2 separate regions of the Triticum aestivum genome follow, and region 2 is linked to region 1. A link is a contact called in public Hi-C data. All regions are on one chromosome and are shown on one strand. The core of a region is the stretch at or near the end of the contact, and the rest is flanking DNA. Distances in the headings are between cores, read along the strand shown.

Evidence for each region. A called contact is a pair of places that touch in the nucleus more often than the background predicts.
Region 2: a contact with region 1 is called in a Hi-C map of leaf, with 9 times the contacts expected there. The contact joins the promoter of LOC123103883 here to the promoter of LOC123103882 in region 1. A contact is called at or near these places in 4 of 5 Hi-C or Micro-C datasets (leaf and an unstated tissue) and 1 of 1 datasets of contacts at active chromatin or transcription factors (leaf).

Annotation. Positions count from the first base shown.
Region 1 is chr5A:442,107,452-442,113,404 of IWGSC CS RefSeq v2.1, reverse strand. LOC123103882 reads left to right here and starts at 3,226. Exons shown (of 1, transcript XM_044525575.1): 1 at 3,226-4,852. The coding sequence starts at 3,344. The coding sequence ends at 4,588.
Region 2 is chr5A:442,452,200-442,458,201 of IWGSC CS RefSeq v2.1, reverse strand. It overlaps LOC123103883 (endoribonuclease Dicer homolog 4), which reads left to right and starts at 2,198. Exons shown (of 6, transcript XM_044525579.1): 1 at 2,198-2,342; 2 at 5,061-5,159; 3 at 5,326-5,506. The coding sequence starts at 5,085. It also overlaps the pseudogene LOC123103885.

The DNA.
Region 1 (5,953 bases), core at 1,977-4,476:
AGCACCTTTATAATCACCCAGTTACGTTGTGACGTTTGGTAGCACACAAAGTGTTCCTCCGGTAAACGGGAGTTGCATAATCTCATAGTCATAGGAACATGTATAAGTCATGAAGAAAGCAATAGCAACAAACTAAACGATCAAGTGCTAAGCTAACGAAATGGGTCATGTCAATCACATCATTCTCCTAATGATGTGATCCCGTTAATCAAATGATAACTCATGTCTATGGTTAGGAAACATAACCATCTTTGATCAACGAGCTAGTCAAGTAGAGGCATACTAGTGACACTATGTTTGTCTATGTATTCACACATGTATTATGTTTCCGGTTAATACAATTCTAGCATGAATAATAAACATTTATCATGATATAAGGAAATAAATAATAACTTTATTATTGCCTCTAGGGTATATTTCCTTCATGGATATCTCTCAAGAGTTTACTTATATCTAGAGATCCACTTCAAGAGTTTCCTTCTTATCTTGCTATGCGTGGAGATTATATTCAAAGAGTTTCACATTCTTGTTTTCCTTGCTGATAAGGATTTTCACTTTCTCAATGTACTCATTACATTACCAAGGGGAGGCCAAGTGATCACAGAATATTTTAAAGGCCTCTTCACATATTGTAGCAATATCATCCTCACTACCGTCATCCTTTGACATTAACATCACACGATATGTTTGGAGGCATAGGAGATGAGTGAGTGAAGGCTAGAGTATTAAATAAAGGATGTACCTTCGACTGTCTCGCTATTATGCATATATTGTTGGCGTCGATTCGATGGACTAGTCAAAGTTGAAGAGGGAGGTGGGCTCAGAAGAAGAGTAGTCAAACGTCTATCCTATCACATGCTCTGCTTCTTCAGTATTAGTTGTGAGAGTTGTACTCCTAGACCAATGAAAGTCTTTGACCCCCCCCCCCTTCTTGTATAGTTCCCATCCTTTAGTAAGGGCGCAGAGCCCATGTGTGAACAGTGAAATTGCTTTAAACAATAAAAAAATATGGTGCAAGATGCTCGTGTGCGTGATGCCCATGCAAGAAGGTCATAGCAAAAAAGACAAATTTCGGGTATCTGAAAAACTTTTGAAAACATCACTGTTCACGCTTGATTTTGTATTTTTACCATGAGCTCCTCAAATGTCCAAACACCCCCAAACTTTGCACGAGGATCGTGCATTTGAGCATCTTCCACCACCAAAGAAATTGTTTTTTTAATTATGTACTGTTCACCGGGTGTAGATGAGCCCGGACACTGAATTTAATTTCCGTTCTTCTTGTAAGTCTTCTGTCCTTGTTCATTGCCAATGATCAAAATGGATCATCAATCATATTAGCGGTTCGAGATATCGAGATATAGAAGTTCTTTCGGTTTCAAGAAATGAGAGAATCTTATGTCATGTTTACATGTTGTGTGCATATCTTGTCGGGTTGATTTGCGATAAGCCGTTACTCTGCAGGATTATAATGGGCACTTCAGCCCTAGTCATGTGCAAAAATAATACCCACCTCATGTCCAGTTGACAAACAAGCTCCTCACAACTGTATGTAAGTTGACACAACTCTATTCAACTTGATAGATGGAACACAAACTTAACTTTCGAGGCTCAACCCTATCCGCCCATTGAATAATTCCATTGACATCCATGTACGATGGTGATGTGAACACGAGACACGAATTCATTCATTATCAAAATGAACATAATAATTTAAATTTTCTCTTGTTGGAAAAAACATAAAACGAGCATGAGAGGATGAGAACACTCCTCACCATCCAAGCCCGGTCCAAACCAGAGTAGTGCTAGGGTGGCTAGGAGCTTCTTGTGAGTAGTGAATTGGTAAGTTTGATGAGATCACCCTTCACTAGATTGTAGCCATTGTCAATATGTTCGAAATCCTCAGTGTTTTGAGCATGAGCAAGGCCACCCTCTTATTTTGAAACCATTAGCCACCACTAGCTCTCTCAAGAGTTTATCTATATCCAGAGATCCACTTCAAGAGTTTCATTGTTATTTTGCTATGCGTGGAGATTATATTCAAGGAGTTTCGCATTCTTGTTTTCCTTGATGATAAGTTCTTCCGCTTTCTCATTGTACTCGTTACATTACCGAAGGGAAGCCAAGAGATCACATAATCTTTTAAAGACCTTGCCGCGTGTAGTAGCAATACCATCCTCGCGCCATCCTTCGACACTGACATCCCACAATATGTTTGGAGGCATAGGAGATGAATGAGTGAAGCCTAGGGGGTTAAATGAAGGATGTCCCTTCTGTCTCTAGGCATGAGGCATCTATGGTCAGCGCTCTTTCATTGGAATAGTCAAACTCAAAGAGGGTTGTGGGCTCAGACGAAGAGTAGTCAAACGTCTATCGTGCCACATGCCCTACTTCTTGAGTATTATAATCGTGAGAGGTGTACTCTTGGCCAATGAAAATCTTTGCTTTCCTATTCTTGTATACTTCCTCCATCCAAAATTAGTTGACGCTCAAATGGATGTATCCGTCAGTTGACGCTCAAAGGATGTAATTCCGAATGGAGGAAGTAGTTCCCATCTTTTAAGAAGGGCTTCTTCTTGTGCGTCTTCTTCTCCTTATTCTCATTGCCAACGGTTAAAATGGATCATCACTCAAAATAGCGGTTTGATATATAGAAGTTCTTTCGGTTTCAAGAAATGAGAGAATCTCATGTCATGTTTACATATTGTATGCATATTTTTATCCGTTTGATTTCCTATAGTACGTTACCCAGCCCTAGTCATGTGCAAAAGTAATACCCTTCTTATGTCCAGTTGACAAACAAGCTCCTCGCAACTCTATTTAAGTTGACACAACTGTATTTATCCTGATAGACGGAACACAAACTTAACTTACGAGGCCCAACCGTATCCGCCCGTTGAATAATGCCATTGGCATTCATGTACGACAGTGATATGAACACCATACACAAATTCATTCGTATCAAAGATGAAGATAATAATTTAAATTTTCTCTTGTTGGAAAAAACATAAAACGAGCACGAGAGGATGAGAGCCCTCCTCAGCCCGGTCCAAACCAGAGTAGTCGCAGCATACTGGCAACTGGCACGGTCGCGCGGCCCCACACCCAGCTGGGTCCAACGTGTCCGGGTCCCACCAGCCGGAGTCCCGTCACCGCGCCGTAACCCCACCGCGGCAGAGTTATATTTACCTCCCGCCTCGCGGCCTAGCCGGTCCAGTCCAACCCCCAGTCTGGCAGTCTCCCCTCCCTCTCCCAAATCGAAGCGAGAAATTCCCCAAAAAGCTACCCCATTTCCGTCCCCCAGCCGAGGCACCGGCGCCGCAGCCGTGCCCGCGCCCGCGCGATGCCGAACGCGATCCCGGCCTTCTTCCGCGCCTCGCCGGCCGCGGCGTCGGGCTCCGGCGCCGGGGCGGGGCCCAGCCTCGCCACCTCCGTCTACGAGACCCGCCTCGGCCTGGCGGCGCTCTCCTGGTCGCGCGCCGCGTTCGGCCTCAGCCTCCGGGCCGTGCTCCGCGTCGGGGCGCTCGCCTCCTCCTCCTCGGCCTCCGACTACGGCTGCTACGACGACGGCCCGGAGTTCGACGAGGAGGCCACCATCGCGGTGCGCGTCCGCCCCTGGCTCTTCTGGCGGCGCCGCGGGTCCAAGCGCTTCCATGTGCACGACCGCCGGATCGACCTCGCCTGGGACCTCACCCGCGCGCGGTTCGCCTCCCCCGGCTCGCCCGAGCCGTCGTCCGGCTACTTCGTCGCCGTCGTGGTCGACGGCGAGATGGCGGTCGTGGCCGGGGACATGGCGGAGGAGGCGTACCGGAAGACCAAGGCCCAGCGGCCGACGGGCCCCGGCCACGTCCTCGTCTCCCGGCGCGAGCACGTGTCCATGCGCGACGGGGGCCATGGCCGCGGGCACAAGACCTGCGTCAAAGTCCGCGGCAAGGAGCGGGAGATCTCGCTGGATCTCGTCTCGCGCGGGCACGGCAAGGACAGGGAAATGGACAAGGAGAAGGACAAGGCGGAGGTCGGCCTGTCGGTCTCCGTGGACGGCGAGCGCGTGCTCCACATCCGCCGCCTGCGCTGGAAGTTCCGCGGCAGCGAGAAGGTTGACCTCGGCGGCGGCGACCGGGTCCAGGTCTCCTGGGACCTCCACAACTGGCTCTTCTCCGCGCGCGAGCCGGCCCTCACAGACGCCGCCTCCGTCCTCGCCGCGGCGTCCCCGCCCGCGCACGCCGTGTTCGTCTTCCGATTTGAGCTGGGCGACACCGCCGCCGGCGAAGAGCGCGACACCGCAGAGGCCAAGGAGAAGGAGCTGCTCGACAAGGCCAGGAGAGGCGGCGCCGGCGTCTTGTCAGGCTACCTAGGGAGATGGGGCAGAGGGGACTGGAGCGAGACCAGCAGCAATGGGGAGAACCGGAGGAAGAGGGGGCAGGCGCGGAGGCTGGCCAAGGCAAGCTCGTCGTCGTCAGCATCCATCGCATCCTCCTCGGCCTCGTGGGCGAGCAGCTCGACGGTCATGGACTGGGCCAGCCCCGAGGAGGCCGAGCTGCACCGCGGCGACGGCTTCTCGCTCCTCGTCTACGCCTGGAAGAGCTAGTAATGGCTGCCACGACGGCTCCGGCGGAAGCGGCCGGCCGGCCGGCATTGTTACATTTGATGATTGGTTCTTCATTCAGCGGGAGCTTCCCTCCCGATTGTTGTAAGTTGCAGCTGTCCTCCGAGCAATGTTCGTGTGCAGTTTTGCGTGCTCGGCTGACCAAAAATTGTTCATTACATCAATAGCCAAGGATTTTCAACAGCTAGACGAACCATATTACGACCTGTGTTCTGTCAAATTCAAAATTTAGGTGGCATATTGCTGGATTGGATTCTGTTAATCATTTCTCCGGCCGGTTGGTCGATTAGGTATGCCACTGCGGACTTTGAAAACGATCTTCTTAATCCAACGATGATTAGAACGACCAAGTAGTGGTTACATGTCTTCACTCGGAATAATTTGCCGCTACGCTTAGGGGCTCCCGTTCCATGTCTCCCGTGCCACCACTAGCTGAAAAGGGATACAGAGAGGGAGCATATGGTCGGCTGTTATCAGAAGCCAACAAATTCGATCCCCAATCATGGGGTGATAGGTGACAAGAGCCGGGCTGTTTAGATTGAGACATCTACATGCTGGTGCTCCGCTGGATCGTCATTGCTTGCTGGTTATTCCCGAGGGAGGGAGCCTTGCTACTAATTAGTTGGAGCTGGTGGTTATGGTTTTGGATTAAACAACGACAATGCTGTGGGTGGAGGGGCTTGGCTAGGCTAATGAGTGCTGCAGCAAAACAAGGTGCCGCATACGCAACTCTTGGCGTGCTGTCATGGAGCATTAACATGCCAAGGGGCCATATGAATATGATGTGTTCTCAAATGCTCTTGCATGGTGGAAGGTATTCGCAAATGCTCTTGCGTAGTGGAAGAGGTTGGGGTTTTTCTTAATTAGAGTGTTGTGCGTCGAGGTCAGGTCCTATTCTTCTTTAGAAAGAAAAAAAACCCCAATCATCATCATTCTTTCAGTGATGAGCAGTAGTTGCGAAATCCTAATCATCGCCATTCTTTCAGTGATGTGCAGTAGACCCTAGATCTTAACTAATGTGTTCTTGTCGACCATTCTCCGGTTTTTAAAAGGCTGTATGAAGGGCCTTTGAGAGAATTTTATTGAAAGTGATCCGTTGATAGGGCGGATTTTTGGGACCTGGGTACACCGGAATCCGCCCAATTTTATAAGTAAAACTTAACAAATGTATTCCTTGTTTTCGAAATTCCAGGAACAAATCATGCCCAAAGGTATTGGTTAGAAACCTACTCATGCAAGTTTTCCCAAGATAATATGATCATGTGTGACGGGATAAAAATGAGAAAGTGAGTGTTACCGTTTACGGAGCAAGTTTTAAATGTACCATCATCAAAAAAAAAATCATTT
Region 2 (6,002 bases), core at 949-3,448, 350 kb before region 1:
CATCAGATAGCTCTTCATCTGACCAGTCTTCCTCTGACTGATTTTCCTCCGACGCCTCTCCCTCTGGCAGCTCGTCTCGAAGCTCATCTTCCTCTTCTGATAGCTCTCCCTCTGGCAGCTCGTCTTGAAGCTCATCTTCCTCTTCTGATAGCTCTCCCTCTGGCAGCTCGTCTTGAAGCTCATCTTCCTCTTCTGATAGCTCTCCCTCTGGCAGCTTGTCTTGAAGCTCATCTTCCTCTTCTGCCAGCTCTCCCTCTAGTAGCTCCTCCTGAAGCTCATCTTCCTCTTCTGGTAGCTCTTCCTCTGGCCCATTTTCCTCAGGTGCCTCTTCTCCCCGCAGCTCCTCCACTGGCCCATTTTCCTCTAGTAGCTCTTCCTCTGATTCTGATGGTTCTGAGCCCAGTCTATAATAGTGACTATTTGTTGGAAGCTGCAACAGAGCATAGTAAGCATTAGGAAGAAGTAAAGCACAGCAAGAGAAAGTATACAATACAATGTGCGAATAATCGCGAGTGGACATGCGGCCACGCGCGTCTGGTATCCACACCGCATGTCCTCGCGTGATTCGTGCAGTTTGAATACGCGTGAGCCGTATAAGGATTTTAACCACTCGTATAACCACTCGGTGTTGCCGTGTATTTTGCACAGTAAATGGCATGCAAGGCAGGGGAGGGGCATTGAACCGAGCCCTCACGCATTAAACCAGCGAGCTGCCAACCCTCACGCATTAAACCAGCGAGCTGCCAACCCTCACGCATCCTTGACTTTCAGCATCTAGTCGTTGTAGCTCCAGAATTTGTATGGCCACGCAAAAATTTCACACTACCACTTTGTCACTTTACTTGTTTATGAAGATTACTAAACCTGAAATTGTACTATTGTGCGGAATGTTTTTTCCATGTACCATGCGGTATAATTTGTTTATTATAATAAGTGTTTTGGTATTTGTAGTATGAAGATTACCAAACAAAAAATCAGTTATTCCCAACTGAACTTATCATCTTAAAGTTACTAAAAACATTTTATACTATTTGTGGAGCTTCTTTTAGAAACAAAATGGAGATGTAGACTCTCTCTCTCTCTCTCTCTCTCTGTCTCTCGTTCCATGCATGAAAGGGGAAGTCTCCATTCTACCAATGGCTCAGTGTCTCACAGCAGTTCACCAGCTCCTCTAGCACCTCTAGCACACAGATATGGAAGATCTGAATGCAGCTGTATTGTGTTTCTTTAGCAAAATTCCTAATCTCGAGCTGCCATGTGTGAGAGTAAACCATTGAGAATGGGAGTAGTACTGACGATTTGGAGATGTTGTTCTGTCCGAGGATCCTAGCTAGGCTAGAGAAGTAATAAAAAAATATACTAATCCATTTTAAGTTGTAGTGCACTAATTAAGTTGCTCGTACTAAACATAATATGTCGCATGAAATATACCAGCTACCTCCCGTTTATCTTAATTGTTGCCAAATGTAATAGTTCGCACATAATGTATGATGGTTAGCTGCTTCTGTTACTGTTTTGTTTCCTTAAACGTCTCATAATGAATCAGCCACACGCTCACGAACACATCAGTACAGTTTACATGTGACGACCACGGGAAAGAGAGACGCATGAGACTGAGAGTGGTAGGTGGAAATGTGACAGAGTTGCCTGCGACACATTTGTTAGCACTAAAGTGTCCTGGCCCACTATAATGTATTCATTTTGGTATCTGTTGTATATCCATGATGTATATATCTCGTATTTATTAAATGCTATATTAATCACAGATCTTAAAGGCAAAACTAATGGTCCAGATATGATCCTCGCGTGGAACCATGTCCTAAAAATCCATGTCGTACAATGTGTATTAAATAAATGCATCCCTAATGGCCATAGTGCAATCTGTTTAGCAACCAAGGTCATCTTGCACTCTAGTATCTTCACCTGCACAAACAGCCTCTCTAAAAGAGGGGGGCAGCAGGCCACCATGAAAACGTAAATGTCATCCAGGCTGCTGTTGTACATTGCAAACATCAGCAGCTGCAGCTCTCTCAAATTCCTCAATTTGCACGACGCGGCACCACTTTTGGTTAGTGATCTCTCACGAGCCTTGGCAGACACTCTCTGCAAAGAAGTCTATGACCAATGAGTAGCTGAGTAATGCAATTAAATCGATGGAATGGAATGGAATGCAGTAAGCAACGAACCCGCAGGGCACTGCTGCAGAGGGTAAGCACGGTGAGGCTTGAGAGGTTGGTGAGTGCCTGAAGCCAATTTCTTGGCACCCCTGCAGGCCAAGCAAAATCGAAACAGAGTGGGGTGCCGAGAGGCCGGAGGCGACCGGCAGGTCCGCCGAAGCATAGGTAAAGGTCGGCGAGCGCGCAGGTGGCAGGGATTGTCAGGGCGCGGATGTAGGAGCCGCTGTAGCGGAAGGAGCGAAGGCTGGGCGCCTCCATGGTACAAATGTCTCTCACCCCTCCGCACTCCGCGACGGTGAGGCTCCTCAGGTGCGGCCCGGCGGCCTCGAGGTTGACGAAATCGAGGCCGTCGCAGTAGCGCAGGTCGAGGGTGCGGAGGAGGGGGCACGCGGCGACCAGGTTCTCGACGGTGTGGTCGGAGAGCGTGACGCCGTCGAGGTAGATGACCTCGAGGACGGAGAAGGTGTGGGAGCGGGCGCAGAAGGGCTTGGAGAGGCCGACGCGGATGCCGCCGACGGTGAGGCGCGTGAGGTGGGCGTCGCCCCGCGGGAGGCGGAGCTTGAAAATGAAGCCCAGGGCCCGGTGGGCGAAGTCCACGTGGAGGTCGGCGGCGTAGTCCAGGATCCGGTGGACGCCGTCGGGCTCGAGGTCCCCCTTGCCGATCTGGAACGTCAGGGAGAGCCGGTCGAGGCGCCGCCGGCCGCGCCGCTCCAGGGACTCGAGGATCGGCGCCGGGGGCGCGTGGGTCTTGAGTCGGAGGTCGAGCGATGAGGGCGCCGGCCAGCGGTGCGCCCAGAGCGCGCGCCACCCGGTGGAGAGCGCGCCCGTGCGAACGGCGGATTTGAACGGGAGGAGGCCGAGGATGTGCAGCCGCAGCGCCTCCGGCAGCGACGAAATACGGTCCTCCGCCGCCGCCCCCGCGCCTGGATGCGCTCGCTCCCCTCCCTCGCCCGTCCGCCGCCTCTTCGAGCCGCCACCGGAGTCCAACTCCGTCGCCATTCCCTCCCGTCGCCGATCAGCCACCACCCCAGTGCTTTTGCTTCCTGTGACGGGCCGCTCGGCATTAACACTTAACACTAGTCTCATGGGCTGTTATTGTTGGGCCAGGTTTACCCAGTTCCACTGGCCCAGAACTCGGAATCTTTCGGCTGCGGGCCTGTGGGGGACAGAGCGCTTTGCCTTTTCGTCAGCCTTTTGCCATTCCCTCAAAAAAAAAAGTTAGCCTTTCCATTATTCGATCTTTTTTCCTTTTGCCCTTGTCTTCTTCCTCGCCGCTCGTCCCCTTAAACCCTCCCATGGCGGCCCGCCCATGCTCCCGCGGCTGCCCCAAGCTCCGGCGCCTCCTCTCCTCCGCCGCCGCCGCGAACCTCCCCCTCCTGTGATCCTAGAGGCGCACGGCCAAGGGCTCCCTGGCGGATTTGGATGAATGCCACCGGCCGGCCGCCCCATCTCCTCTCCCCAGCGAGATCTAGGCTGCAGCCCCAAAGAGAACTAAATATTCTCCCTCTCCAACTCGCGCGAGCTTCGATCCGGTGCCCTGCGGCCGGCGTCCCCGAGACCGGCCCCGGCCCCAAACGCGGTTCCCAACCCGACGCCCCCCTCCCGCACGCTTGCGGCCTCCGGGAGCATCGCGCGGTCCTACATTTCGTTGCGGGTAAGCGCTCACTTGAGACTCCAGAACAATCATCCACTTTCTGCGTTGTGTTTGCACAACAGTTTCTGATCTTGTACATGCCACGGTTGATAGTTCAGTATCTGCTCCAGTGCAGCGTTAGTGTTAGCGAGTCAGATTGGAATAAGCCATCTTCTTTTTCTTAGGGGAAAAGTGTAGTGTAGTGCCCTTGATTGACTTGAAATAATGATCTGGAAGATTGACGGTCTTTAGACTAGGAGGGGTGTTCAAGATTGCAGACTAATAATTGCGTGACAGATTGTCATAGTTAGAATTTGTTCTAGAGGCTGCTTGAACCAAGTAACATTGGCGACTCGTAGTGTGATAACTTTTATGGTATGTATTTACAAGCACATAAGAATGGCGAGGTTGGTGCCCATTTCCCAGACTACCTTTTACATCTTTGTTCAACAAAAAGCTTGTAATGGTTTGTTCCATACAGATCATGAACGCCTAACTGTATTTCTGCAATTATCACTGTCTTAACACCTTACTCTTAACACCTTAAAACTTTGTCTTCTATTTTCGCTGTTTGATTTTGTGAAAGATCCTCATAGAACTTTCCCAACATAACATGCCATCTTCGCCAAAATTTCCGTAGGGTTGGCTTAGGTGCCACACAATGGATCCTGTCTTTTATACAGCGTCATGCTCACTTGTGGTATATGCTTTCTGGAGCCATATATCTGGACCAGTTGTTAGTTAATGTGCATTACCTAATTCTCCAAAGTTATATTTGTGGCCATGTATAGTCTTTGTATTTTCCCTGTTGTATAAGGGGCTTTCTGCATATTTCCCTCACATGTATGTGTATATATAGTGGACTATGGCCCCATGGGAATTCGAGTTGCATAGCCCTAGGTTTAGTTTCTCTCCTCCCACCGCACGCGCAGCTCGTGCTCAATTCCAATCGATCCCGGTCTCCGTCCTCTATTCCGGTATTCCCTGCCGCTCCCTCAGGTGGAGCCCTGATTCCTCTCGCTCATGTAGCTCTCGATCGAAGCTTCACAACGCGATATCCCTGATTGGATCGCAATCTTTCAGATTCGATCTAGTTTATCGTAATTAATGTCCATAATAGAGCAGATTTTTTGGGTAAAATTATCAGTTGATAAATGCTCTTCTTCTACTCAGTTTACGGTACAATGTTCAAGAAATCATTTTCATAGAAGTATATACCAAATTACCAGTACTTTTGTAACTTTTGTTAGGTGACTCCTTTCCGCTCAGTGTTTATGGTGCCGCCTGTGTACCAGGAGCCTAGTATCATGCCGATCAATACAAGAACGGAGAAGGAGTTGGAAGAAAAGGTAAAAGATGACAACATCTCTTGCATTCATTTCTTTTCCATCTTCCCTTTGAGCACATCGGTTGTATCTTGGGTTTCTCTCTTCTTTCATCAGCTAGAAGAATTTTTTATGTAATTCACAAAAAAATCAATTTTTGTTTGAATGGTCCTAATAGTTTTACTTGTAGGAGGTGTTATGCACGCACAAAAAGCCCAAAGCTACAGGGTGTGTTGCCCAACCGCAGCAGGAAACTGAACTCGCCATTGAGAGTGAGAATAAAGGGCATGGTGATCCTTCACCAAAAGAGTCTGCTTGTGTTGTGCTGAGCAATGGTGAAGCAAATGGTTGCAGTGAGGGGCATGTTCTTGGTATTTGAAATTCTTATCTTTTTTAATTCTTCTCATGATTCTTTTAGCCACTGTTAAATCTGATTGATTTCAGAATAATCAATACAGCCTTTAAATAAGATGGACAAAGAGTTATATCTCTTAAGTATGGTTGTGTTAGCCAAAATTTAGATATCAATGTACTTGAATGGAAAATTTGAATAACTTATTGCTGCCTATATAATGAGAGACTGGATGATCTTATAACCTCCTCATCTGTATATGTACTCCCTCTGATCGTAAAAAGTGGGCGTAATTTTCTGGGCGTGTAGATTAATGAATGATAGAAGAGAACTGGCCTTCTTATTTCCCCAAAACTGCCCCTAATTAATCACGCGTTCATGGAAGTAATTGACATCAGTCATTAGCCAGATTAGGAACACACAAACTACCACACAAGATTTGGAATAACTACCACATGAGATTTAAGGAAAAGGCCGATAGGATGGAGACGATTAAGAGGCAATCTTGGTAGGCC